Linked DNA regions of Mus musculus: regions 1, 2, 3 and 5 are each linked to region 4. A link is a contact called in public promoter capture Hi-C data. All regions are on one chromosome and are shown on one strand. The core of a region is the stretch at or near the end of the contact, and the rest is flanking DNA. Distances in the headings are between cores, read along the strand shown. Region 1 holds the start of Mipep (mitochondrial intermediate peptidase). Region 2 overlaps Spata13 (spermatogenesis associated 13). Region 3 has its middle 20 kb from the start of Zdhhc20. Region 4 holds the start of Cdadc1 (cytidine and dCMP deaminase domain containing 1). Region 5 holds the start of Fgf9 (fibroblast growth factor 9).

The links. Promoter capture Hi-C pulls out the DNA fragments that hold promoters and counts their contacts.
Region 1: a contact with region 4 is called in a promoter capture Hi-C map of pre-B cells, with 6 times the contacts expected there. The contact joins the promoter of Mipep here to the promoter of Cdadc1 in region 4. A contact is called at or near these places in 8 of 39 promoter capture datasets (the 3T3-L1 cell line, 3T3-L1-derived adipocytes, the C10 cell line and 5 more), 3 of 484 Hi-C or Micro-C datasets (B cells, CD4 T cells and pre-B cells) and 2 of 9 other capture datasets (embryonic stem cells and liver).
Region 2: a promoter capture Hi-C map of pre-B cells shows a contact between it and region 4, with 5 times the contacts expected there. The contact joins the enhancer-like site here to the promoter of Cdadc1 in region 4. A contact is called at or near these places in 6 of 39 promoter capture datasets (the 3T3-L1 cell line, 3T3-L1-derived adipocytes, embryonic stem cells and 2 more), 2 of 15 datasets of contacts at CTCF or cohesin (large pre-B cells and pro-B cells), 54 of 484 Hi-C or Micro-C datasets (the 3T3-L1 cell line, the AML12 cell line, B cells and 35 more), 8 of 115 datasets of contacts at active chromatin or transcription factors (the 230-238 cell line, T-cell acute lymphoblastic leukemia, astrocytes and 5 more) and 2 of 9 other capture datasets (embryonic stem cells and liver).
Region 3: a promoter capture Hi-C map of pre-B cells shows a contact between it and region 4, with 2.8 times the contacts expected there. The contact joins the enhancer-like site here to the promoter of Cdadc1 in region 4. A contact is called at or near these places in 5 of 39 promoter capture datasets (hippocampal neurons, liver, maxillary cranial neural crest and 1 more) and 1 of 115 datasets of contacts at active chromatin or transcription factors (astrocytes).
Region 5: a contact with region 4 is called in a promoter capture Hi-C map of liver, with 7 times the contacts expected there. The contact joins the promoter of Fgf9 here to the promoter of Cdadc1 in region 4. A contact is called at or near these places in 7 of 39 promoter capture datasets (the 3T3-L1 cell line, embryonic stem cells, liver and 2 more) and 2 of 115 datasets of contacts at active chromatin or transcription factors (astrocytes and large pre-B cells).

What each region holds. Positions count from the first base shown.
Region 1 is chr14:60,783,076-60,788,523 of GRCm38.p6, reverse strand. Mipep (mitochondrial intermediate peptidase) reads right to left here and starts at 3,958. Exons shown (of 19, transcript NM_027436.3): 1 at 3,654-3,958; 2 at 1,056-1,229; 3 at 282-370. The coding sequence starts at 3,836. Mipepos (a long non-coding RNA gene) reads left to right here and starts at 3,975. Exons shown (of 3, transcript XR_001781278.2): 1 at 3,975-4,051; 2 at 4,163-4,510.
Region 2 is chr14:60,706,607-60,711,692 of GRCm38.p6, reverse strand. It overlaps Spata13 (spermatogenesis associated 13), which reads right to left. Exons shown (of 13, transcript NM_001033272.2): 3 at 4,614-4,979; 4 at 2,124-2,268. Among named protein-coding and RNA genes, the nearest start is that of Gm41165, 25 kb to the right of the region's middle. Within about 2 kb of position 2,357, at least 90 of the 459 cell types and tissues checked have an H3K27ac peak or open chromatin away from gene starts, as enhancers often do. A contact at or near this core is called in the 230-238 cell line, B cells, CD8 T cells and 11 more, where this site is marked.
Region 3 is chr14:57,908,230-57,913,166 of GRCm38.p6, reverse strand. No RefSeq gene overlaps it. Among named protein-coding and RNA genes, the nearest start is that of Zdhhc20, 20 kb to the right of the region's middle. Within about 2 kb of position 2,491, at least 286 of the 459 cell types and tissues checked have an H3K27ac peak or open chromatin away from gene starts, as enhancers often do. A contact at or near this core is called in hippocampal neurons, liver and pre-B cells, where this site is marked.
Region 4 is chr14:59,594,999-59,600,491 of GRCm38.p6, reverse strand. Cdadc1 (cytidine and dCMP deaminase domain containing 1) reads left to right here and starts at 2,533. Exons shown (of 10, transcript NM_027986.3): 1 at 2,533-2,737; 2 at 3,533-3,630. The coding sequence starts at 2,656.
Region 5 is chr14:58,069,279-58,074,323 of GRCm38.p6, reverse strand. It overlaps Fgf9 (fibroblast growth factor 9), which reads right to left and starts at 1,638. Exons shown (of 3, transcript NM_013518.4): 1 at 992-1,638. The coding sequence starts at 1,268.

The DNA of each region.
Region 1 (5,448 bases), core at 2,709-5,208, 1.2 Mb before region 4:
ACAGTACGGAGGACAAATATTGCCGTATGACCCCGTGTGCCTGACACCTTCTAAGCATCTCATATTTGCCTCGTTTGATTTTCACTCATGGCAACCTGGAAAGTCGACTTCATTATCCAACGATAAAGGAAGAGAGAAGCCAGCAGACCAGCTCCAGCTGCTAGGACTTGGCCCAGCCATCCCACCACCTTCCTGGGCTGCTGGGTCACAGCACCTCCTCCCACCCACCCTGGAAGTGACAAGCGCTCTACACAAAGCCACCTGGAGTGGAAAGGACGTACTTTTCCACCATGGTGCCAATACTTCTGCAGGCCTCTTGCGCAGCCTCTCTGAATGCAGGGTCTGGGTGTCCAATTTTCACAAAGTCCGCCTAATGAAGGGGAAAGACAAAAACCAAAGGACTTTGATGGAACAGTGGAGTCTAAGACCAATCACTATTTTAGATTCTATGTGCCATTAATCACCTTTATTGATACAAGCAATCAAATTTGGGCCCATTTCTGGCAAGACGGCTCAGCAGGTAGGAGGTCTGGCTTGCAGGCCTGGTGACCTAAATTTCACCATCGATCCTACAAGGAGAGGCTCCTGAGAGTTCTCCCACGACCCCATGCCTGCACTCATACACACACATCATGGCATGCACTCTCTTGCACACACATACATGCATACACACACACACACCCCTATGGTTTGCATGCATCTACACACACATCCATGGCATTGACACTCCTGCACTCACACACATGGGATGCACACTCCTGCTCGATCTCTCTCGATCTCTCTCAATCTCTCTCTCTCTCTCACACACACACACACACACACACACACACACCCATGGCATGCATGTTCCTGCACCCTCACACACAGACACACACACAGAGACACACACACACACACACACACACACACGGCATGCATGTTCCTGCACCCTCACACACAGACACACACACACATACAGACACCACACATATACACACACACACACACACACACACACACACGGCATGCACGCTCCTGCACCCTTACACACCCTTGTTTTCCATTCTAAATCTCACCAAGTCAGCCACTCTGCACAGGCAATCCGAGAGTTCGTCAAAAATGAGGACTGTCTGTGGCCCTGGGGGTGTGGAACATGCTCGCTCTACCAGCCACTCCGTCTTCTTCAAGGCTTCCTCTTGGGCAACTTGGAATCCTTCAGGGGTGCTGAGCTCAGGAACTCCAAAAAGACCCTAAAAGTACAAAACAGCATGTCTAACCGATAGCCAGAAGCACAGTTTTGTCTGTCTGTTTCACTCCCTAGAACTACTTTTGTGCAAAGCCCTGATTTTGGCGACCACCCACATCTATGCTCATGGGAACAGTGTCACTATTTCTCTGTCATGCTACACAAAATAACCCTAAAATGTTTTGAAACTATATGTCTCCTTCAAGCTTTCCCTACTTTTCAAAAGTAAATGAATGGTGTGGGTTCAGCTGTCATCACCATGTCTCCGTGAGAAAAAGGCTGGGAAGACTAAATGAAGATTCAAAAGTTCAACAAAATTTCTAACAGTGCCCGGCACACAGACAGCACTTAACAGATGTTAATGACAGCTATAATTAGTTCACAACCTTGGTCACTTGATCATTCCTCCCGGGCTTCAGTTTTCTCATCAAGTATCTGAGGCTGGCAGTATACCTGTCAGCACAGAAACATACTAAAGCAGACAGTATGTATGAGTGCCTCACATACAGCGAGGTCTCCACACATAATACCAACCCACAATACCAATAACCCACAAGGAGACGTAACATACCAAACCCAGTCACTGGCTGAAACTAAGGAACTCCAGTATTTTAATAAAGAAAAATAAAATCACTAATCTAATGCGAATGACCATCTTTGAACAGCAGCTGGAGCACCAATCCTGGCGCCCTGAGAAAGCTGATGCTTAATATAACGCAGGCCAAAGTGTGCCATGTACTTTACACAGATTCTCTCAGCTAAATCACACAGTTCTAGAACCGGGAGTACATTCCCCTTTTACGGATATGGAAATACGCTTTAAAATTCTTTTTGTTTCCTGTGACTGAGTCTGGAACTTCAGATCTTCTCATCTATGCATCCCAAGTCCTAAAAGCCAGGCATATGGACATACAGGCACCTATACACACAAACAAACAAAAACATAATTAAAAACAACTTGGGAAGAAGGGCTGGAGAGATGGCCCAGTGGTTACTGCTCTTGCAGAGGACCGGGGTTCTATTCCCAGCATCTTATATGGTAGTTTACCACCTGTTTACAACTTCAGTTGCAGGGGATAGAACACCCTCTTTTCGCCTGCACGGACACTGCGCATGTGGTGAATTTACATATATTTGGGCAAAACACATAAAATAAAAAAATAAAAAAAGCTTGAAAGTCAAATGTTTGTGGCATGCAACTATAATCCCAGCAGTCCTCCTACATCAAGATAGAAACAAGAAAACAGCCCAGAAGCTCAAGAACCAAATAGGAGCAGGAACGATAACCTGAGTATTCAGTCCAATAGCAAAACCAAGAGAGACTCCACCTCCAAAAGGTTGAAGGTTACAGATCCGGAAAGGCTGTCCTCTGGCCTGCGCCTTCCAGACCTGCATGCATTCACACACACACACACACACACACACACACACACTAAACAATGGTTTAAAATACAGGTGAAATCAGTTCTATTTCATCCACCCAAAACCAAGCTTATCTTTCTGCTAAAAGGCACTTCCAACACCAACTCCACTAATACCAGCATCATCGACCTTTATGGGTTTTGGAGGAAAATTTATATAATAAGAAAGAACTTTCAAATAGACAAAGTTAAACACAGAGATATGCCATGAAGTACAATGAAGCTATATCCCAGACTTGTCTTTAGAAAGCTGCCCAACAGTGAAAAGATAAAAAAATAAAAAAACACTTTTAGAACCCACCTGGGGGTTCATATATCAGATGTTTATAATTCATAACAGTAGCACAATTAGTTGTGAAATAGCAACAAAATAATCTTATGGTTTGAGGTCACCGCATCGGGAGGAACTGTATTAAAGAGTCACAGCATTAGAAGGGTTGAAAAATCATTGTTTTAGGACAAAAATCTTTCCTCAGTCTTCCTGCCTTTTCCTCATTCATTATCAAGTGTCCAACACCACCAAGGGCAGAGTAGAAATAGCCAAGCAATTCTGATGACTTCGTAGGCTATGCAATAAACTACAAAGCACGACAGGAAATCTGATTTTTCTCAGTAGGGTTCTGTAGGTGCTTTCTGTTTTACCGCCGGTTCTTAAGCAACTCAGGCTAGTCTCAAAGTCAGTTCGGAGCCCAAAGGACTGTCTTTTGTACCCTCTTGCCTCTACCTATCAAGACTGTCTTACAAGAGCCACTATGCCTAGTTTAACAGGTTGTTTCAGAGCAGCCTGAAGTGGACAATTAAGGTGTGATGGAGTTTTCAAAGCAAGAGTGTCGTTACAAAGCCAAGGGCAAATGTGAACTCTGAAGCCAGAAGGAAAAGAATGGAGCTTGAGTAGAGGAAAGGCTGAGTTGCCGCTGGGTCAGCCGCTCCGGGGTGCGCTTATCCCGGCACAGTCCCTTTTCAGCCAGACGCGGAGCCCGCGCTGCCCAGACCCACGGCACGCTCACCCGGCGCTCCCCCAACAGGTTCCATAGGTGGCTCTGGGGCTTGACGTTGAAGGCGGCGCCCACCGGGGACCAGCTAGTACTGACGTCCCGGGCGCAGCTCCGGCCTGTGCGTCCCTGCAGAGCCGCCGCGGCTCCCCGGCCGCACAGCCGGCGGGCGTACCGTGCCCCGGCCGCCAGCAGCATCCTCCGGACCCCGGCTCTGCCAGGCTCGGGAAGCGCGCGCCCCGCGTTTCCAAGGCAGCAGCCCACGCCGCGGAACTCGCAGGGCAGACCCGGACTTGAGCACGCTAACAATCGTTAGGAAGAGCGTCGCCCTCCACGCCTTCTGAGCAGCTCCAGTTTCGTAGCGCCCTCGTGTGTCTGGAGGAAGAAACGTCCTGGATTTGAGTTTGACAGTGGTACTAGGGCACAGGGAGAAGGAAGTCGGGTCAGGCATTGGAACTTTTTACAGGTGCCAGGAATGAATGTGAGAACTCAAGATGCTTTCTTGATGCTTTCTTGATTCTCAGAGGAGACTCAATGGCGGCGCGTGAAAGGATCCAGAAGAAACCACAAGCAGTCGAAATCCAAGGCACCTGTCTTCTCCAAAAGTTGTTGAAGTCACTTCCATGTCTGCATGCCCACCAGCTATGGTTGTGTATAGCCATGTGAATTAACTATTGGAGAATTATCATCTATTTTGACTTTGGAAACTATTGATACGGTCTAAGGGTTTTGGAATGATATAGTCTAGGAGTCTTGGTCAGGTTTGTTGTTTCTGCCAGCCGAAGAATTAAAAGGCAGGAAAAATCTGAAGACCAGCATGGAGCAGCAGAGAAATCTTAAGCATCGTGGACAGAATTAGGAGTAGAAGGAAGGTGAGTGAGGTGTGTGTTTCCTGCAACAGGCACACAGAAAAAGACTCTCTGCAAAGGGGACTCAGAAAGCTGGAGAGAGAGAAAAAGAGGGAGAGAGAGAGAGAGAGACTCCTCTCAGGGGCTGGGTTTATTATTATTATTATTATTATTATTATTATTATTATTATTTTAAGCCTCTGCAGAGCCTTCTGCTCCTAATTTAGGGCTGGAGAGTTTGAAGAAATCTAGGGTGGTTGGTTGGCCCAGAACTGTTGTGTGACATGTCCTGACCCAGTCTTGACTTCATTGAGCAGGTCCATCAGCAATGGGGTCTGGTGGTGGGAGAGGAAAACGGTAGGTTGAGGAAGAAGCTGGGCATCTTGGAGATTCACCACCATCATCACCTAGCCATGGTCCCCCCCCCCCTTTCTCTCTGCCTGCCCACCAGGGAGTCGATCTAACTCCCAGTGTCTCATCACGATAGTCTAAAATCTAAATCAGTACAGACAGGACTAATGTGAAATGTCCTACTGCGAAAATGAAAGGAAGGCAGAGGCTGGGAGGGAGGGCATTGGGAAATTGTGGTCGAGTGCCCGGGAAAGTAGAAATGACAGTGCAGACTTGGGAAAGCTTGGGGAAGTCTTTCTACACCCCTAGCCTTCTCCAGAGGAAGGACAGCCACACCACCGTGGTTCAGGGTGTAGGGTCCTGCCGGAAGCAGAGCTTTCTTTTGAAGGTGCAGTCATCTCTCCTGCAGAAGGTGACGTGAGGGGTGGCAGTCATATCTGCTTTATAGACCTTGGTAGGGGAGAAATGAACATTTTGAAGGTTTTGTGTGTGTTTGACTGGTTTGCAGACAGGCTCTCACTCCGTGTTCCAGGCTGTAACTCACCATGTATCCCAGTCTGAGCTCAAACTGGCAGTCTTGCCTCAGCATCCTCCTGGGTGCTGGGATTCCA
Region 2 (5,086 bases), core at 1,108-3,607, 1.1 Mb before region 4:
CAGGGGACCTCACTCACTCTTCCTCATCACCCAGGTTCTGGTGACTACTCAGGGTCACTCCTGCCCCTTCCTGTCCTCCCCCACCCCTCCTCATTTTCTTGCGAGCACTAGTGACTTAGGGAATCCTACCAGGAAGCCATTCAAATGCTGGAGTGTACAGTACCCCTCTGTATCCGAGGGTCCTTTGGATGACAAGCTCCTCTGTGGATACTCAAGCCCCTTTACTTAAAATAGTTGCCTTAGCATATAACATATACATTCTCCTGAATACTCGCAATCATCTCTAGATGACTCACAAAACTTGTACAATGTAAACAGCATGTGCACACTTGCTCAAGTCTAGTGCGTAGGTCATGAAAAGGGTGGAGCTGGAACACGGAGCATGTGAGACCCTGGGTTCATGCTCAACGGAGAGGAGTCTGGGCATATTCATTGAAGATATAACTCTTCTCACTATTTCCAGTGGATTAACTGTGTAAATGGTATAGGTATAGCAGTGTAGGTTTGGCCATGGGCATACCCCACCTTGCTGTCTTCTCCTTCACGATGCCCCTGTCCTAGCCAACAGTTCCCTGCCAATCATTCCCCTCTCACAGAGCTTTAAGGGATGGAGGAGCTCTGTCACCTCTGGGTGTCACCTCTGGGAGCGAGGCCTACCCTTCTCCTGTACTAACACTGACGGCAGGGGGCTAAACCCCTGTCCAAATGCGGAGCCCACAAACGGACTCCCAGACCTTGACCTTGCCCCACCACCTACACCATGAACAGGCCACTGGGCTCAAGTGGCTGGAGATTCCCTCCTGGGATCCTGACTCTTGCAAGTACAACTGGAGAGTAGAGTAGGGCAGGCTAGCCTTTCCCCTTCTCCTGGTGGAACCATGCCCAACCTTCTGTGACTACCAGGAGCTATCGTATTATCCTCAATGTTTTATATGGGAGCACCCAACACCTTCCTAATTCATTCCCCCCTTTTTTTCTCCCTCTCCCTCTCTCCCTCTATGGTTTTTCTAGATGAGGCTTTTCTGTATAGCCCCGGCTGTTCTAGAACTAGCTCTATAGATCAGACCGGCCATAAACTCAAAGATCTGTCTAAGTGTTGGGGTTAAAGGCGTGTACCACCACGCCATCTTTTCTTTTTCCTTTCAATTCAGAGTCTCACGTAGCCCAAGTTAGCCCCACACTTGTAACTGAGGAGGACCCTGAACTTCTGGTTTTCCTGCTTCCATCTCCCAAGTACTGAGACTCCCGGCATGTTCCACTCTGCGCCGTTTTACATTAGGGTTTAAGCTCAGGGCTTTGTGAGTGCTGGGCCAGCACCCCACCAAATGAATGCACCCCAACACCCTTTTTTCTTAAACTAGTCAGTTAGTTTTACTGTTTTCAAACAAAGAACCCTAAGAGGTTTGTCTCTGTTTTTCTTTATAAATTAAAAAAAAAAAGTCACATAGACCATGAAACAGGCTTCTTGGCTGTATGTGAAGGCTGAGGAGAGACCCCCTCTGTTCCTCATAACCTAGTGTTTTCCATGCCTTTCTGATCCTTGTTGGTATCTGAGCACATGCAGGCATGATAGACATCGGGACAATTCGCTAAAGCACTTTTGATTGACCTGAACCCCCAAATGATGGTGGCATCCCTGCTCCAGACCCCTAATTGTGACCTAGATGGAAACACGGTCTTTGCAGGTGGCGAGTTAGGATGAGGGCCTTGGGGTGGGGAAGGGGCCCACTTGAGACGGATGTCCTTACAAAAGAAGGCACATTTGCAACAGGGCGAATGTCACAGAGTGTGCAGGTGGAGACAGGCTGCATGGGCCAGCCAGGGAGCCCTGAGGCTGGCAGAAGCCAGGCGAGGTTCAGCTCCCCATTCCTGCATCCTCAAAAAACCAAAAAACTACCCTCCACACCAGAACCTTAGGTCTCTAGCCTGGTCATCGGTTTACCCTGGCATGGCTCTGCAGCAACTCAAGAGACATGCAGACTTGACAGGAGTTTGAAATCCTGAGTAACCCAGATAATAACTTCCACACTGCCCTGGCCACAAGATGGGAAAAGTGCAGAATCCCTTGGTGCCTCAGGCTCCCTGGTCCCAGACAAAAGATTCCAGGAAGCCCCAAGACTCACCATTGGATGTTTTCATCTGCCGTCGCCGCCCCACGCGGTCCAGCCCGATGGGAGTGCTCTGAGAGAAGGTGAAGGGCCGGAGGCGGGCAGACACAGCCTTGTAGGGTGGAACTTGGTGTGCAGGCACAGGAGGCCTGGCTGCTGGCTGTGAAAGGAAGTGAGAAGCTGTGAGAAGGTGCCAGGAAGTCTCAGCTCCTGCGAGCCACAAAACAGTTCTGTGTTCTCGCCTTGAAGCCACTGGCAGATGTGGAGTGTCTTCTTCAAACCCCCGCCAGCAGCTGTATGCTGCACCAAGCTCTGTAGCAATAGGCTGTTCTAAAGTTCCAACAGGCAGCTTCAAAGCTGGCTCTGTCACACTTCTTCCTACTTGTGAGAGACATGCCGGTGGGGAACAGGGAGAGAAAGAGAGGCCTCTGAGGGAGAGGAAGGCTGAGGCAGCAGCAGAGCTGTGAGCGACAGTTAGGAAAGCACGGTGACCATAGCAGCATCCGAGGATGCAAGGGCAGGACCACAGCACACAGGCATGGTCACAGATCTCCAGTGACAGCTTTTATTTAAAAAGAACTTATTTAGGAGGCTGGAGAGGAGGCTCAGGATTAAGAGTGCTAGCTGTTCTACCAGAGGACCTGGATTTAATTCCTAGCACCTACATGGCAGCTCACAACTATTTGTAACTCCAGTCCCAGGGGATCTGACACCCTCACACTGGCATACATGCAAGCAAAACACCAATGCTCATAAAGTTAAAATAAATAATTCACTAAAATTGTTTTTTATCTTACATAGTTTGGGTGTATGAGAGAGAGGGGGAGAGAGAGACAGAGAGACAGAGACAGACAGACATATGAGTGGGTACCTGCAGAGGCCCAAAGAGGGTGTCTGATCCCTTTGTACTGCAGTTAAAGGTGTAAGTGAGCTGCTTCATATGGGTGTTCTATAAGAGGAATAAGAACTGTCTCCCCTACTAATGAGCTGTCTCCCCTCCTGGGCTTTTTAGGGTGTATACTAGGGTCTCACTTTGTAGACCAGGCTGGCCTCAATCCCCCAAGTTCTCTGCCTCAGCATCCTGAATTCTAGAATTATAGGCACAAGCACCATGTCTGGGGCACAATACTATTTTGACGATCCGAAACAAAGTGTGTTCTAAGTATCTCTGACTATCCTTGCCTCAACTGTGCCTTGCATTTAGATACATTACAGTTTGCTTTAGTTTAGTTAGAAATATTTCCCAACAAGTGGAGCACCTGAAAACAAAAGGATCTTAAAGACCTTGTCATATCTTTAACTTCACTTTTGCTTGTGTCTTTTGCTTGTCTCTGAGGCATGGTCTCATAACCCACAATAGTCTCCCTTGGCTGAACGGACTTGAATTCCTCACCCCCCCCCCCACTTCCTTCTCACAAGAGCTGGGGTCACAGCTGTGTGCCACCACACTGGCCTTATAACTTTACTTGAAGAATTCAACTCAACTGACTTAAGCAAGGGTTTTAGAGTGTTTGCTACAAGCAGGACATTGTGCTGAGCTTGGCAGGAAAAACTTTAACACACAGCCCAAGCCCAATATAGAATTTCTCCCCCCACCCCCGCCCCAGAGAATTTTACAGGTAATTTAAGAAAGCACCTCGCAGGTTTTCAATATGAAACTGAGCATATAAGTTATTATATAAACTATTCCATGACCGTATGAGTATGCTCATGAGTTAGTTGGCACAGCTAAGCAAAGAAGTTTGACTTTCACCAAGATAGAGCCTTTACATGAATATTCCATAACCTTAAAGTGCTCACTAGGCACTTAAGAAATCCTTGCCAGATGTGCTGGGGGCCAATGGTGTTGATGGTCTAACCTGCAACCCAAAAGCAGAACAAGGCAAGGTGGTGTTGCTTTATGGTAGAGAGCTCGCCCAGGATGTTCCGAGCCTGGGTCCGTTCTAGGAATGGTTGGTGATTAATCACTGGGGACAGACGTGATTTTAGAAGACAGAGAAGTTAGTTCTCCTCTCATGGTCCTCTGCTTTGTTTTGGGGGATGGATGGGAGGAACACAGGTCTTCCTGCATGAAGACAAATGCTATCACTGAGCTACATCCACCCCGCCAACCCCCCACCCCAGTCCCTTCTCTTTCATCTTTACTTTGTTCCTATGTTTGCATTCTAATAACGGACCACTTAAGTCTTTCGAAAATCACTCCCCTCAGGAAGTAAACCAGATAAAGCCAGGCTATGGCCCCCCCGGCTCAGGTCTCAGGGCTTTTCAGACTAATGGCAAGTCTGTGCTGTGAGCTGAGGCTCCAGGAAAGGAGAATAGAAAGCAGATGATGAGAGAGCGGACTGTTAGTGTGGATCCAAGTAGGTTTCAAAGTCAGGAAGAAAAGGAGTGAGGAGGTATGTCCCCCTCCAGAAGGAAAAGCAGTGTCCAGTTTAGTCTGCAGGGAGGACAGAGGCAGGGAGCTGAGCGTCTCTGCTGGCCATGGTTGAAGAAACCAGCTCTTACTTGGACCAAGAGGTTCTCCACATCCTCTACCTGGGTGTTGCCATAGAAGCTGACCCCTCCAATCACAGATATAGGTCGCCTTCTCCGGCCTCCCCTGCAAGAGCCTGAGGGGGCGCATGGATCCTGGCTGGTGGTAGTCACACTTGCTGGGTGCATCCTGTCCACGTGGTCCTCATCTGGAGGGTCTGCAGCAATGGCATCTTCAGGAATGGACAAGCTTCTGCCGGCCAGCTGGCCATAGTCAGACAGTGGTCGTGGCCGGGTGCGGCGTCCCGAGCCCCACCTCCTCCTGGAGATTCGAGGCGCCTCATTCTGCTCCTCCTCCAGGGCTGAGCCCTGCGGCCAGTCATCCTCAGTCACCAGGACCTTTGCAAATGAACAGGCTGAGTGAGCTCAGAGATCCAGGCAGGTGTGACAACGGAGCAGATGCCTGCTGTCCCCTCCCACTCTGCAGAGCTATAGACAGCGAGGAC
Region 3 (4,937 bases), core at 1,242-3,741, 1.7 Mb after region 4:
TCTAATACCTCACTACAAAATGGATACTGAAGAGAAAATGAAATAGCTAAGAATGCTTTTAAAACTAATACAAATCAATTGCAATGATAATAATAATAACCTGCCAGGCAGTGGTGGCACATGCCTTTAATCCCAGCACTTGGGAGGCGGAAGCAGGGGAATTTCTGAGTTTGAGTCCAGCCTGGTCTACAAAGTGAGTTCCAGGACAGCCAGGGCTACACAGAGAAACCCTGTCTCAAAAAAAAAAAAAAAAAAAAAAAAAAAAAAAAAACAAATAATAATAATAATAAAATAACATGTAACCAGGAGTTCAGGCACAATTCTATTGGAAGTGTTCCCCAGATAAATTAACATTTCTGAAACACTCTTGGGGGACTGACCTTTAGAATATGTAACAACTTGGTAGAAAAACAAGCAAAGAGGCTGGGCACAGTCAGAGGCTTCTATAACTCCAGCTATGTGGGAAGCTGGGGGGAAGATACACTTGTGTTCAAGGGTTTGAGGCACACCTGGGCAAAAGTGAGATTCTATGTGGGAAAGGAAAAGGGAGGGGAGAAACAAGGAGAAGCAGAGGGAATGGTGGGGGGGGATAGAAACGGGAGGAGCAAAAGGAGGGGGAGGAGCAGAAGGAGGGGAGGAGCAGAAGGAGGGGAAAGAGCAGAAGGAGAGGGAGGAGCAGAAGGAGGGGAGGAGCAGAAGGAGGGGAGGAGCAGAAGGAGGGGGAGGAGCAGAAGGAGGGGAGGAGCAGAAGGAGGGGAGGAGCAGAAGAAGGGGGAGGAGCAGAAGGAGGGGGAGGAGCAGAAGGAGGGGAAGGAGCAGAAGGAGGGGAGGAGCAGAAGGAGGGGAGGAGTAGAAGGAGGGGGAGGAGCAGAAAGAGGGGGAGGAGCAGAAGGAGGGGAGGAGCAGAAGGAGGGGGAGGAGCAGAAGGAGGGGAGGAGCAGAAGGAGGGGGAGGGACAGAAAGAGGGGAAGGAGCAGAAGGAGGGGAGGAGCAGAAGGAGGGGAGGAGCAGAAGGAGGGGGAGGAGCAGAAGGAGGGGGAGGAGCAGAAGGAGGGGAGGAGCAGAAGGAGGGGGAGGGACAGAAAGAGGGGAAGGAGCAGAAGGAGGGGAGGAGCAGAAGGAGGGGAGGAGCAGAAGGAGGGAGAAGAGGGAAGAAGCAGCTGATGACTGCATTCACCTTGAGAGGGGAGAGAGCACAAAGATTGGCCTGAGTCCCCAAGAAAGCTCTGAGCAGTATACAAATTAAGACAAGACACCAACCCATACTTACCAGATTGGCAAAAAGTAGGATGTGATCTAGGAGTGTTAGCATGGACTCAGGAAACAAGATCCCTGTGTCTGCTGGCTACACACTGACAATCTTAAGGAAACTTAGAGCAAGCCTGCCTCCTGGCCAAATGTCCCCAGAGAAACATGCTAACGGTCAGAGGGTGGCTCCAAGGGCTTCCTGTCAGGACTGCCTGCACCAGTGTCCACCACTAAAGAAATAAATTGTGCCAAGGAAGATGGCACTGAGTTAGAACTGAACAGCAGGAATATAAGTCCATGTAGTAAGCTGAAGACGCAGGGGGTGAGACCTAGACCGACCACAGTTTATGTAAATCAGCAACTAGAGCTACTGACGTGGCCCAGCAGATAAAGGTGCTTGCCACCAAGCCTGACCATCTGAGTTCAAGCCCTGGAACCCACCTGGTGGGAGGATAGAATACGGTCCTACAAGTTGTCCTCTGACTGCCACATACATGTGCACTATGGATCTCTTTGAGTTCAAGGCCATCCTGGCCTACATAGAGAGCTCCAAGACAGCCAGGGCTACATAAAGAAACCCTGTCTCCAATAAATAAAACTTCAAGAGCCTATGAGATAGTTCAGTGACTAAAGGCACTTGCTGTCAAGGCTGATGACCTGATTTCAGTCCTCGGGACCCACATATTGGAAAGAAAGAACTTGACTCCCAAAAGTTGCCTTGTAATCTCCACATGGCCCTCGCACCCATAAATAAGTAAAAATAAATACATAAATAAAATCTTAATTTAAATTACTTTTTAATGTAGGCACATTAAGAATCATCATAAGAAAGAATACATGTTCTCAAAATGTGGAGTTCAAATTGACAGTACAACCTCAGCCGGGCGTTGGTGGCGCACGCCTTTAATTCCAGCACTCTGGCGGATTTCTGAGTTCGAGGCCAGCCTGGTCTGCAGAGTGGGTTCCAGGACAGCCAGGGCTATACAGAGAAACCCTGTCTCGAAAAAAAAAGAGAGAGAGCGTGACACAGTACAACCTCGTCAGCACCGTAGGATAATTGAGACAAAAAGAGAAAAGTGATCGCAGTCTCAGTGCGGACGCTTTCAAAGAAATAGAATTCAACACGAAAGTCCCACAAGATGGCGCCCTTGCATCCCAAAACCATGCCCAGGCACCCGCACGGAAGAAGGTAGGAGCAAGGCAAGGACTGTCTCAAAGGCCAGTCTGAAAGAAAACACTGCAGGCAGCATGAACTGCCACGCCCTGGTGAGTATTCAGAAGACTGCGCCTGCTGCCCGCTGGTTGGCGACGGGCTGTATTTGAAGAGGAAGGAAATGAAGCCCGGGGCAGTTCCTTCCGAGTCTTCACCACCAGAGCTTTTCTGATGGCGGTGTGCCTTTGTTTTGGTGGAATCGATCCTCCTTCCACGAGAGTGAAGTGAGAGATGACGTTTTTTTGCTTACAGCATTCGGGTTTGCAGAGGATTTGTGAGAAGTATTTGATGGTGAGAAAAACACTAATTCTAAGGCCCAGAAAAAGACAAACTATGACTATTTTCTCCTCAAATATATTGAGTCATAATTTTATCAACTATCATTACAGCATCATTTCAGAGACTAAAATCTGGAAATCACATAAATATCCAGCACCATGAAGAGGGATAAGTAGATTATATGATTGAATTCTTGGCGACCACTTCAAGTGTGAGAGGGTATGCTGGGCTAGTCTTCTGTTAACTTGACACAAGCTTGAGTCACCTGAAAGAAGGGAGCCGCAATTGAGAAAATGCCTCCTTAAGATCCAGCTTTAAGGGTGTTTTGTCAATTAATGATCATGGAGGAGTATCAGGCCCATGTGTGTGGTGCTGTCCCTGGGCAGGTGATCCTGGGTTCTATAAGAAAGCAGACTGAGAAGTCAGTAAGCAGAACCCTCCATGGCCTCTGCATCAGCTCCTGCCTCCAGGTTCCTGCCCTGTCTGAGTTCCAAACCTGACATCCTTTGGTGACGAACAGCAGTGTGGAAGTATAAGCTGAATAAACCCTTTCCTCCCCAGCTTGCTTTTGGTCATGGTGTTTCATTGCAGCAATAGAAACCCTAATTAAGACAGTGTATAAATTAAGTTGCAGGATCCTGCAGATGGAAAAGGGATTGTCTCACTGTTCCAGCCTCCTTTTTCCATACACACTGGGCTCTATGATGCTAGGCAGCGACCTGGGGATGCTGGTTGCCTTTACCTGCTGGCTGGCAGCATCCTGACCTCTGCCCACAGTGAGCAGTACAAGGGAGGCTTCAAGCCTGGGGTTGGAAAACAAGCCCTGTGATATCTCCAGTCTCGGCCTGCATCCCTGCATCATCCCTGCAGTACCAGTCTCTGGCTGCTTTTTTTTTTTTTTTTTTTTTTTTTTTTTTTTTTTGGCAAGCCTAGAACCAACTCCATTGTTTGTGCTCTCCGAAGCCCCACTAGCCTTTTCCTCTGGGCATCCTTTCCTAATCGCGTAGGACTGACTGTTCCTTCAAGCCTCTAGACTACAATAACTCCAACCTCTTGCCTTTATGCTCAGGCCGTGAACATGATAGTTGCTTCCAGCAGGGATTTCTCTGTGTTACTCCAGTGCTCTCTCTGGTTAAAATTCCCTAATACCTATTTCAAACACTTCTTTTTCTTTAATCAAATTTTCTGTTATGCTTTTTAAATTAATTTATTTATTGTATGTGCACCGGTGTTTTGCCTGCGTGTGCGTCTGTGTTGGATTCTGGAGTTACAGACAGCTGTGAGCTGCAGTATGGGTGCTGAAAATTGAACCCAGGTCCTCTGGAAGAACAGCCAGTGCCCTTAACCAATGAGCCCTCTCTCCAGCTCTGCTGTTACAATACTTAATGTGGAGTATGATAAAATGACCCTGAGCCAGGAAATAAAAATAGATGCCTATCTAGAGGGAGGACTGTCTTAGTTACTCTTCTATTTCTGTGATAAGACACCATCACCAAGGCAAATTGCAAAGAGAAACGCTTATTTGGGGCTTAAACTGCCATAGGGTTAGAGCTTATGACCACCGTGGTGTGAAGCACGGCAGCAGGCAGGCAGGCATGGCATTGGAACAGTAGCTGAGAGCTCTCATCTTGAGACACAACCATGAAGAAGGGAGAAAGAAAACATTCAGAATGGGCTAGCTTTTGAACCTCAAAGCCAGACCCTAGCAACACACTTAGTTTAATAAGACCATGCCCCCTAGTCATTTCCAAATAGTTCCAGGAGCATTTGAGGACCATTCTCATTCAAACCGCCACCCAGAGAACAAAGGCCACAGTTCATTTCCTTCCTCTTCCTTCACCCAACAGCAGCTGCTTCTGAGCACTTGTAAACATTCACCAGGGTGTGGCAAGTCTAAAGACTTGGTGCTGTGAATTCTGTGTGAAAGAATTTTTTATTTTGTTTTTGTTCGTTTGTTGAGAGGGTCTGTGTAGCCCTAACTGTCCTAGAACACACTCTTGTAGACCAGGCTTTGAACTCTCGGGTCTGCCTGCCTCTTGTCTTCTGAGTACTGGGATTAAATGTGCATGCCACCATGCCCAGCTACTTATTTCATACCAAGCCTACCCATATATACATGTATTATGCATAAAATTTCACTTAATCCCCATAACAAATGCTATGAAAATGGCACTCGTTATATAGTAGCAGAACCTAG
Region 4 (5,493 bases), core at 1,284-3,783:
AAAGAGGACAATGCTTTTTTTTTTCCTTACAGACTTGGGTTTAGCAAAAATATGGTAGAAGCTTTTTCTTTCTCTATGCAATAAAGATTGTGGCTCATTTCTTCATCCAGAATGAGTGAGTTCTTTCTGCATTGATCTTTTGCTTCATATGCATATGTAAGTATAGACGTATGTGTGTAAGTATGTAATTATGAGATAAATATGTAGCTTAGACCAACTGGTTTATATGAAGGTGTATGAGTATGCATGCATAAATTTGTATATGAATGTGTGTGAGTTTATGCATATTTTCTGTGTAAAAGTTTTTCTTCCTGGGAGTGTCTCTCTTCTCCTGGTTCAATAAAAGTTTATTGCTCCAAACCTCCTTCCTGCCTGACAAGCAAGAGGTGGGACTTCTGAGCAAAAGAGAAAAACGCACTAGCAATTACTTTATTACTTGATCCCCTGATGTTAGGCTACAGGTATTAATCACCTAAGATAGCATTTCTTTAACCCTCAGAGTGAACAAGAAAGTGTTTAGGGTTGTTTTGTTTTATTTTCTTTTTAAGAAATTACCAGCAAGCATTCATTATAGTTAGAGAGGTAGATGTCCAGAGACTGTAAGTCTTTAAACCTTCCTCTGAGACCACCAGTCTTTAAGCTACCTCTATGTACAACTCTGTGACCCACTTCAACCTATTCAATGCCAGGCAGACTCCTGGAACTATCATACCAGTATAATTCCTAACTCCTTTCTAAACATTTATCTTAACACTCCCAGGTAAATGCAACTCTTATCTCTCCTCAGCATTATCTATCTATCTATCTATCTATCTATCATCTATCTATCTATCCATCTATCTATCTATCAAGATGGGCATGCTAGCATATGCCTTTAATTCTAAGACTCAGGAGTCTACGCTGTGTGTTCTAGGCCAGCCAGGACTTCACAGTGAGACCCTTTCTTAAAAAGACAAACACACACACACACACACACACACACACACACACACACACACAGAGAGAGAGAGAGAGAGAGAGAGAGAGAGAGAGAGAGAGAGAGAGAGAGAGAGAGAGAGAGAGAATGGAGCAGAGGAGGAGGAAGGTAGTAGCAACAGCAGTTCTCAAAATGTAGAGAACAACTGACCTTGCATATCCAGTCCTGAAGGTTGGATCTAGAACTCAACCCCTACACCTAACGTTCAGGATCATCTCAGAAAGGGGGGAGGGGGATGAAAAGACTGTAAGAGCCAGAGAGGATCAGGAAGCTGTCAGAACATTGTCTTCTAGTTGTTGCAGGAAAGCTCCACCTACAAAATTTCAACAACATGGCTGCCAAAACAAGACCCGAACAATGCCAACACCAGCTAACTTGCCAACATGGGTGAAATCTCCCAGGGGTCCCATATCTAGATGAAGGGTAAATAATAACAGAGGAGAAATTAGTCTTCCCCAAGAATAAGTCCCCTCAACTAGTTATCCAGTACCAAGTGATCAGTCCTAAAAGCATATACATACAAGCACATATATGTAGAGATATATGTGTGTATATATTATATACATATATAATACATGTATATAAACAATAGTGGTTAAAGAAAAACCATGAATTAATTTAAAAATGATCAGGGCCTCGGGGAGGGGGGAGATTTGTAATGATATTATATTTTAAATAAAAATAAAACTATTTTTACAATTTTTGTTCAAATATCCATCTCTGGAGTTAAGGGTTGTAGTGACCCACTCTGGATGTGGGTGTTGGGAACTGAACTCAGACCCACTGGAAGAGTAGGAAGTGTTCTTAACTGCTGGGCCATGTTTCTGACCTCTCCAGGCTTCATTTTACACTTTATATTTTTCACTGGGGGCTGAGGAGATGGTTCATTGTGTACATGCTTTAGATATAAGCTTGAGGAGTTCCTTCTGGATCCCTCAAACCCACATTAAAAAAAAAAAAAGGTCTGAGTAAAGCTGCACCAGCCTGTAGTCACAAGTGTGTAAAGTCTGAGACAGGAGGATGAAGCTCCAGTGTAGCCAACCAGTGAGCTCCAGATCCAAGCAGAGACCCATTCTCAAAACAAACATTTGGAGGGCCATATAGAGGAAGATACCCTCTGTACGGTAAGCGCGCACACGTACGCTCTATTTACAAATTCATTGGGACGGACAACTCAGATTTTTCAGGTTCCGCTGTCTACTTAACTCTTCGATCCTCCCAGTTCTCTTCTCATAGTTTGTGTGAGTTTGGATATGAAGCAGAACCAAATACCCTGGGATCCGCCCACATCTGACGGCTGGGTTCCGATGGCCCTGCTTCCCCCACCTCGCCCACTCCGGTTCTATGTTCGCCTCTCTCTGTTTAAGTCCTCCACCCTGGTCCCCTACTGTCCCGAACCAAGACAACTTCAAGCGTCCTTCTTTCTGCAAAAATCACTGAACACAGCCTGCTACACAGAGTAGCATAACTGATAGATAACCACCACCACCACCTCGGTGCGCCGGACTCTGACGTCACATTAAGCGCCGGAAGCGATGGGGGGGGCATACCGAGACGTCATCTTGCTGCGCAGAACAAGCGGTTGTTGACAGGCCGCAGAGGTGGCCGTAGGCGAGCTTCAAGGAACCTATCATGCCTGACCGGGCAAGCTGTCCTGGGCCGAGGCCTTTGGGCTGGGGATGAAAGAAACGGATCAGATGCAGAGTTTGGAGGGTTCCGGGGCCGAGAGGTCAGTCGGCACGCAGACGGGCAGCATGACGGGTGAGTGCGGTGGCCTTCTCTCCCGCCCTGCCCCTCTCCTGGCGCTCTGCACGCTTGCCCGAGTCTCCCTCCAGCTCCGCATCCTGCCTGTCCTGTGTCTCCGCACAGCCCAGCACCCTCCCTGCTCTATGTCTCCTTCCCGCCCTGCTAGCCTGCTACTCCCCCCCCCCCCCCCACACACACACATACTGCACCTCCCTGACACCCTGCCTGCCCTGTGACTCACAGCGACTCCTGTCTGCCCCGCCGTCCCTGGTCTCCTTGCCAGGCGCGCGTCCCGGACACTGTGCTGTCCAGGCTTCATAGGTCGCGTCCTGTCCTGCACTGGTGGGTGGTTGCACCTAGAGTCAGTATCCCGGAGCTGAAGAGCCTGAAATTGCGCTTTGGCAAATTCACCACCCGTGATACCTCCCTCAAGTTTTGCCTTATGGTTGAAGATCAATCATGTTCCAACCATTGCCCTTTTAGCAATGCCAGGTTCCAGAGGGGTAGGGGTGGGGACCTTGCTCCTCGGCTACATCAGAGAGGAGCCCTTATCCTATTGATTGATTGATTATTTCCAGAGCCTTTGTATCAGTTTTACTATTTTACCTGTGGGGTGAGCTGGAGAAAAAAAAAGCACCCAACTTTGGAAAGTGCCACCCGAGGTCACTGAAAGTGAGGTTGTGGCCACTCTTGCTAAGGAAGCTTTTATTCTCCTGCCTGCCAGACCATCTGCAGCTCACTCGTAGCTTTGAGCTTAGCTCCTCTGCCTTCACTAGTGAAATTCTGAAGTGCTTGCCTTCTCTTTTGTAGGTCAAATACCAAGGCTTTCTAAAGTGAACCTTTTCACCCTGCTCAGTCTCTGGATGGAGCTCTTCCCAGGAGTGGAAGCCCAAGGGCAAAAATCTCAGGTATACCTTATTTCCATAGAGAGTGTTTACCCTTGGAAAAGCAGTAGTCTAAGTCTGGTTTCATTGGCCAACTGTAGTCCTAACAGCCAAATGCAGCAAGAACCTAGGAATGGTGTCATGGCTTTTGTATGCTGTGCCTGTAACCACAGCGAACTAGCTCATATTTCCAGTCTGAAAAGTTATTTCTAGTGTGTGCCATGATTACCAGGTATTAAGGCTTTTCTTTTGGAGACATTTAGCGCCTTAAAAATGTGCATTGTAAAAGTCAGTTTGCTAGTAATACAAAATTTGGAAATCCTTTTAGCTTTATTGTCCATATTTTATCTCATCGTAATTCTGTTATATACATTTAACTTGAATCCCTTTTCAGTGCAAAAGTTTTTTTTCTCACCCTTGGTTTCTGGCATCCTCTCCTTCATCTGACAGATACCATGGAGGTTTTGTTTATTTAAGAGAAATAAGTTGGTTTTGTTTTAAATATTTTATTTGAAATCTTGTTTAGAAATCTGACCCATACCTGTTATCAGTTTAAGGCTTTAAAAATTAAAATCTAACTGGACATGGAAATAATTGCAAGAGGCATCAAAAGAAATCCTTGTTTTCTGAAAGCCGGCCAACTTGAAAAGAGGCTTGACCTAGAGACGCACAACTTTCATAACCTGACCCATCCCTGCTATTGTTCACCATGTTACAATCTTTCCAACTGTGCTTCATGCCCATATTTCCCAAGGCCATAGCCATGAAGTCACAATGCCAGGTAGGGGTCCATGAAGGCACCCTCCAAGTTATTCTAACAGTGTGTGCTAGCTTGAGAGCTTGGTTAGCAGTTTTAATGTTATCTGTATGGAAAGTATGTTTTAGCTACCAGAAAACCAAATTTACAAAATGCATAGATTACCATTATCACCTGTTTGTCATCTACTGTCAGGAAAGCATATGTGTATATTATTTTTATTAGTTTGGGTATCATGGCTGCTGCAGAGAAGCAAAACTAGTGGTAGCAATAGAGAAGAGCAGAACTAGTCCATTTTCATAATTTTGTACAAACATTATCATTATTATTATTATTACTGAAGATAATCCAATAAGCCAGAAGCATTAAAAAAATCATACTACATATGCTTCCAGGAGACTTCTCTTTGCATTAGATAATTTACTTAAAATATTTTTCAATTTTTCTCGTCTCCTTTCTAATATAAATCAGGACTACATGTCTAGTGGTGGCACAGCCCGCAGTGGACTGGGCTCTCTCATGTCAATCATTAATCAAGAAAATACCCTAAAGGCACACACACACAGCAATATGATAGAGGCAACTTCTTAATTGAAGTTCCCTCTTCCCAGGGGTCTCTAGGTGTGTCAGGTTGACAAAAAAACCACACAGAGCATGTCACAGAAGCTCCAAGATGCAGTTTGGCTTGCAGCTGTTTAAAGTATGTGTTCATTATTTATGAAGTGAACAGAGGAAAAATCCTCACTACTCTACCACCTAGAGACTGTTGACACTGTCTATTGTTCTATCCTTTTTCTTTTACTCATTTGAGATATTCTGGAACTTCCTTAAGTAGAGAAAAGAAATACATGGGCTGTGGTGTCATTTTGTGCATGGGGGCAGCCAGTGATTCATAACCAGCCTGCCTGAGTTCACATTCCAGTTCAAGCTCTTGCTACTTTGTGTAACTTTGAATACTCTATTTTACATTTATTTGTCTGTCAGCTTCTATTTTAGTATAGTGGAAAATACCAGTACGTACAGCGTGTTTTGTCTTGAGGTCCTGGTAATTGAACCAAGAGCCTTGTACTTGTAAGATAAGTGCTTCAAACCCTGAACACACTGCTAGCTTACTACGTGGAGTTGTTCTA
Region 5 (5,045 bases), core at 389-2,888, 1.5 Mb after region 4:
TTCCACACACCCCGCCCCCGCCCCAACGCCAGGCAGAACTGTGTTCGCTGACTTAGCACTGCACCACTGAAGGTGCCCCGCCAGGCACGTGTGTGGAGGCACGAAAGTGGGCAGAGTCCCCACCTGAGTCTGCAGCCTTCGGTGCTGAGTCACAAGTACCCTGCTCGGAACGTGAAATCTTCGGAATGCCCTTTAAAATGAGCCTGCAGCTTTTGCAAGCGCACGCAAACACTCACACCAGAAAGCCACTCAGGAAACCCACACAAGGCTACACGCTGTGGAAATTAAAAAGCGGAGGTTGGGAACCAACGGATGGAAGAGCCGGCACCCCTAGTGGGATTTCCGCCCCCACTCGGGTCAGTTTCCCCAGGGGCTTCTGCCCCGGATGTTTCGGATCTAAAACACGACTTCAGTGCTTCCCCCAGATCACCCAGCAATCTTTGCCTGAGAGATTTCAGACCAGCCACCGGGAATAAACGACACGCTTAATTTACAATTCAGGCAGAATGCTTATTAGAGGAAAAGGGAAGGGAGAAAAAAAAACTTAATTTGAGCAAGATACCAGCTACCTACAGGAAACTGGATGCAGTTTAAAGTTCTTAGTGGTTAAAGCTTTAAACTAATGGAAATGGGTCCGTTTAAAAAGAAACTTCTTAAACCTTATCGTCTCACATATCAAATGAAAAAACTTGGGCTTTGGGTTATATTCATACTCACACTCACACACCCTCCTTTAAGAAAAATAAAGAAGAAGAAAAAGAAAAGAAGGGCCTTCTGAGGGTGAAGTTGCACCAATGCCAGACGCAGATCTGCAATTCCGGAGGCTTTTTCCCCTCCCTGGGCTGGCAAGATACTCAAAGATGTGGGGGGCAGGGGTTATGAATATGAGAATATAGCCCTTCGAGCATCCCCGCCTAACCACCACCTTTCTGGTAGTTAATAATCTGACCGTGTCAGCGCGTGGACAGTGAGGGGTTAAAGGCATACCTACCGAAGCGGCTGTGGTCTTTCCTGGTTCCCTGGATAGTACCGTTGGGGAAGATCTCTAAATGAAATCCAGTCCTGCAGTACAGCTGCCTCCGCCTGAGAATCCCCTTTAAATGATCCAAGTCCGTGACTGCGGGGCCCCGGGGCAGCCCCCCTGCTTCGGACTGACCCAGGTGGTCACTTAGCAACACCGGACTGTCCACCGGCAACACCGGTACGTTCCCGAACGGTACCGCGTCCTGCACACCGAAATAGCTCCCAACTTCACCTAAGGGAGCCATCAGAGGACTCGGCTTTTAAGCACAAGAATAAACAATAATGATGGTATCAACCAGGAGACACTAGGCGAGGTATATCCAACTCCCCTCCCTTGCCGCAGTTGCAGACAGAGAGGGAAAAAGGGTTCTTTTCTTCAATCCATCCGATGCATAAATAAAAGTAATCGGCTGTTTCTCTGGCACAGGTTCAAGGTCAAACCACTGATAGTCTAAGAAGCCACCACTTTATACTCACACACTGACATTGATCAACACAGCTATGCATCGCTACATATGGAGCCTCGACTCTCAGCAGGCAGAAAGGTCTTCATCCCATCCGACCGTAATAAGGGAAAAAAATCCGTAGTTTCTCCATTTGCTTAGAGATCAGAATGACCATAGCAACGTAAGTGCCTGGGCGATATTACAGGGATTTTTAAGATGCTCGGGCTACGTCAGAATTTACGGATCCTGACTCCAGAAAGGCATGCGCTGTTTTTACTCTCTAACCGACTCTGCAGACATCAGCATGAATCCTTCAAGGGGAAAAAAAAAATCTCACGTTGGCGGCGGCGACAAATCTCTCCTCCCAGTCCCTCCTCCAAAAAATAAAGATAATATAACAAAAAGAAGGGGGAAAAAACTTTCGGCGTCCAAAGCTAGTATCCAGAACGCTGCAGAGGCTCTGCGGAGGTCCAGCGGCTTGCAGTGAGGCGAGCGGCAAGCGGCGGGCGAGGACCGCGTCCCGGAGCTCGCGTGCTGCCCGGGCTGCCGCGAACAGGTGTCGCCGCGCGGGCCGCGCAGCGCCGTGGCCGCGGAGCGCTCCTCCTGCGCAGCCCCCGCCGGCGCGCAGAGTGGCGCAGGCGGCGGCATTGGGCCGGGTTTAAGGTAGCGCGGCGGCCGCCCCGCTCCGCCCGGTCCTAGCGCCCGCCCTGACGCTCGAGCCGCTCTGCCGCAGGCCGGGCACAGGCGGGCAGAGCGCGGGACTTCTCCGGGAGGACGACCTAGGAAACCCGGCTTTAGAGACGCCGGAGACGCGGTGCCAGAGACGGGAAGCAGCAGCCCGAAGACATTCGGCCACAAGAAATCTAGCTTGCTAGAGACGCAGGGTCAGAGGGGAACTGAGAAAGCAGTTTTCGCGCGGACTCTGTAACCTTGCGTCGCATTATAAAATAGACTGGGAGGGAAGGGTTGGTGTAGGGAGCTTGGTTGGACAGGGCAGTTTCTCTTTCATTCTACAGCCAGACTTACAGACGCGCAAACAATATTGCAGGTAAGACAGTTGGGTGTGAGTCAGATTCTTCTCTCTCTCTCTCCCTCTCTCTCACTCTCTCTCTCTCTCTCTCCCTCACACACACACACACACACACACACACACACACACACACACACACACAAAACACACACACTGGTGGGCCCACACTCGGGTTTGTTAAGGGAATTCTGGTTCGCATCTTTGAGTTGTTCGGGTCCTGCCTCCCCCCAGGTTCCCGCGGCTAGGAGCAAAGGGCACCCAGGGCGCCTGAAAACAGCCCCTGTCCTTGAGTTCGACTCACGCCCCAGATCTGAGTGTGCGTCTTCAGGGAGAAGGTTCCAATGAGTTCTCTCTCGCCCCCAAACAAAGCTACTCAGGACGGGCTTTGCCACCTTGAGCTCTACTTTGCCTGGAAGTGAAAGGCTCGAGTTCCAGGGTTGCTCCATGGCCCGAAGCTCTCTGCATAGCCTAAGAGCCAGACAGGAGCCGCCGGCTGGGCACGGGCGCTGTTCGCTGCTCAGGGCTCGCTCGCTGCCGCGGGTGACTTGGAAGCCGGAGCTCTGGTCCCGGGCCAGGGCTTTTGCTCGAGGCCAGCAGCCTTTGAGCCCAGCCCCATGCAGGGACAAAGAAACGCACTGCCCAGGGCAGCCAGGGGCAGGGGCCGCCGGTGGCGCTGTACGCGCCCAGCCACCAGCCAGCACCCCGATCCGCTGAGCGCGGCGTCCCCAACACAAGCACTGTCTCCGCAGCCCGCCCGAAGGCCTGGTCGTCGCCCCCCCCCGCCCCCCCCCCCCCACGCTCCTCTTTGTTCACATTGTCTTAGACTCTCGGGTCAAGATGGTGAAAGTTGCTAAGACTTGAGCGCAGCTCCCGACGGCGTGCGAGAGGGAAGCAAAGTCCAAAGACCAGAGCCCTGCAGTAGAGAAGCAAATAAAAGGCTTTTTTCTGGGGGAGAAGTCAGCCTATGGCGGCGAAGCCCTGGGGCTGGCCCTACTCCGACCAGAGGGTTTCGCCCCAAAGACGGAGGAAGCAATGAATTTGCAGATTTCGCTGGCGTTGGAGGTGCCCATCCCTGGAGCGACCTTCCCCTGCCCCCGGGATTAGAAAGCGTGCTCCCGCAAGGCCCCAAGGGAAAAGAGTGGGGCCAGGTGACCCTCCCCTCTGTCCACTCCCACACCTCTTTGCCGCAGTCTGGGGTCATCGGGAGTCCGGGCACTGGCTTCTTGAGTCTGGCTTACAAGTTTCCACTGCAGAAGAACCCTGCTGTGTGGTATTTACAGCAGTCTCATCCACGGTGTTAGAGAGCAGGCTGTAACGCTAACTGCCTAGTGGCAGATACAAGAAACTGGGAGGAAGTGACACTTCTCATAAACCATTAGAGTAGCTCGCATTAATCACCCCAAGTCGCCAAGGGCCGTGGATTAAGCAGGGGCGCTGCCTTTGTACCCTTTGGGTACAAAGTGCCAGGTTGATTTTTTTTTTTTTTTTTTTTTAATGGTAGAAGCGATCGAGAGAATGAAATGCAGACAGGAAGGCACTTTGTAAAAGGATGGAGAACAGGGCGCAGACATTTCCTCCAAGGCAGTTTTTCCACCAACTGTCTCCAACCAAGTCTTTTCGGTCTGAATTTAGCCTCTTAGCCTATGAGCAGAGATCATTTCCGCCTTTGAGTCTTGAAGCATCCTGTCCCTTTAAAAGTGATGCAGCAGTAGGAGAGAGTAAAGTAGCTGACCCAGCACTTTTGTTGGTAGAAACTGCAAGCAGCCCTTCGCATCTCATTCCCACTACAGTTAGTTTAGCTCCTTTCATCTGCATCCCTAACTCTGCCTGCAAGCTGCTTTCCTGACTCCCTGCCTCTTTGCTTGCCCATCAGGTTTCTTTGCTACTTACATTTGGTCCTTTCCCTACACAGTGATAGAAACGATGACCTTGCTGTTTCCCTGACCTTATAACGTTTCTTTCCAAGCAGTCAACGGGCTCCCATGGCAAAAGGTTTCAGGATTACTTCAGAGCTATACCATAACTACAGACTCCCCACATTCAGCTTGTAGGATGTTTTTACCAATACTCTTCAATGACTTACAACAAGATGGTGGCTTTGCTTTCTAGACACACATGGTACAACTAACTAACTGGCTTCATTACACCTGCCTGGATGACTGACTTTAAGAGAAAAAAAAAAATGCACATGAAGCAGGCATAGACAATAGACGCTCAAGCCAGCTGCCCTCGCCATATCCTTCCTCTTTGTATAGCCCTTAGTGCATTTCTGCACATTGGGGTATTCAGTAGATTCTAGTGGATCCCAATCCCCAAATTCTCTAATGCTGTCTCTCCTCCAATGCCTTAATCCTCTCGTTTCTCATTTTCCCCCTTTACCTGTGTTTTCTATCAGGATATCATTTGTCTTTTCTGCTATCACGTTAGTGCATGGACCCAGTCTGGGATAAACAATGGGATGTCAGGGAGCCTATAACAAGGAATAAATGCCCCAAGCATCCACAGATCTGCATCATGGCATCCAACATTCTACCTATGCTCACTGT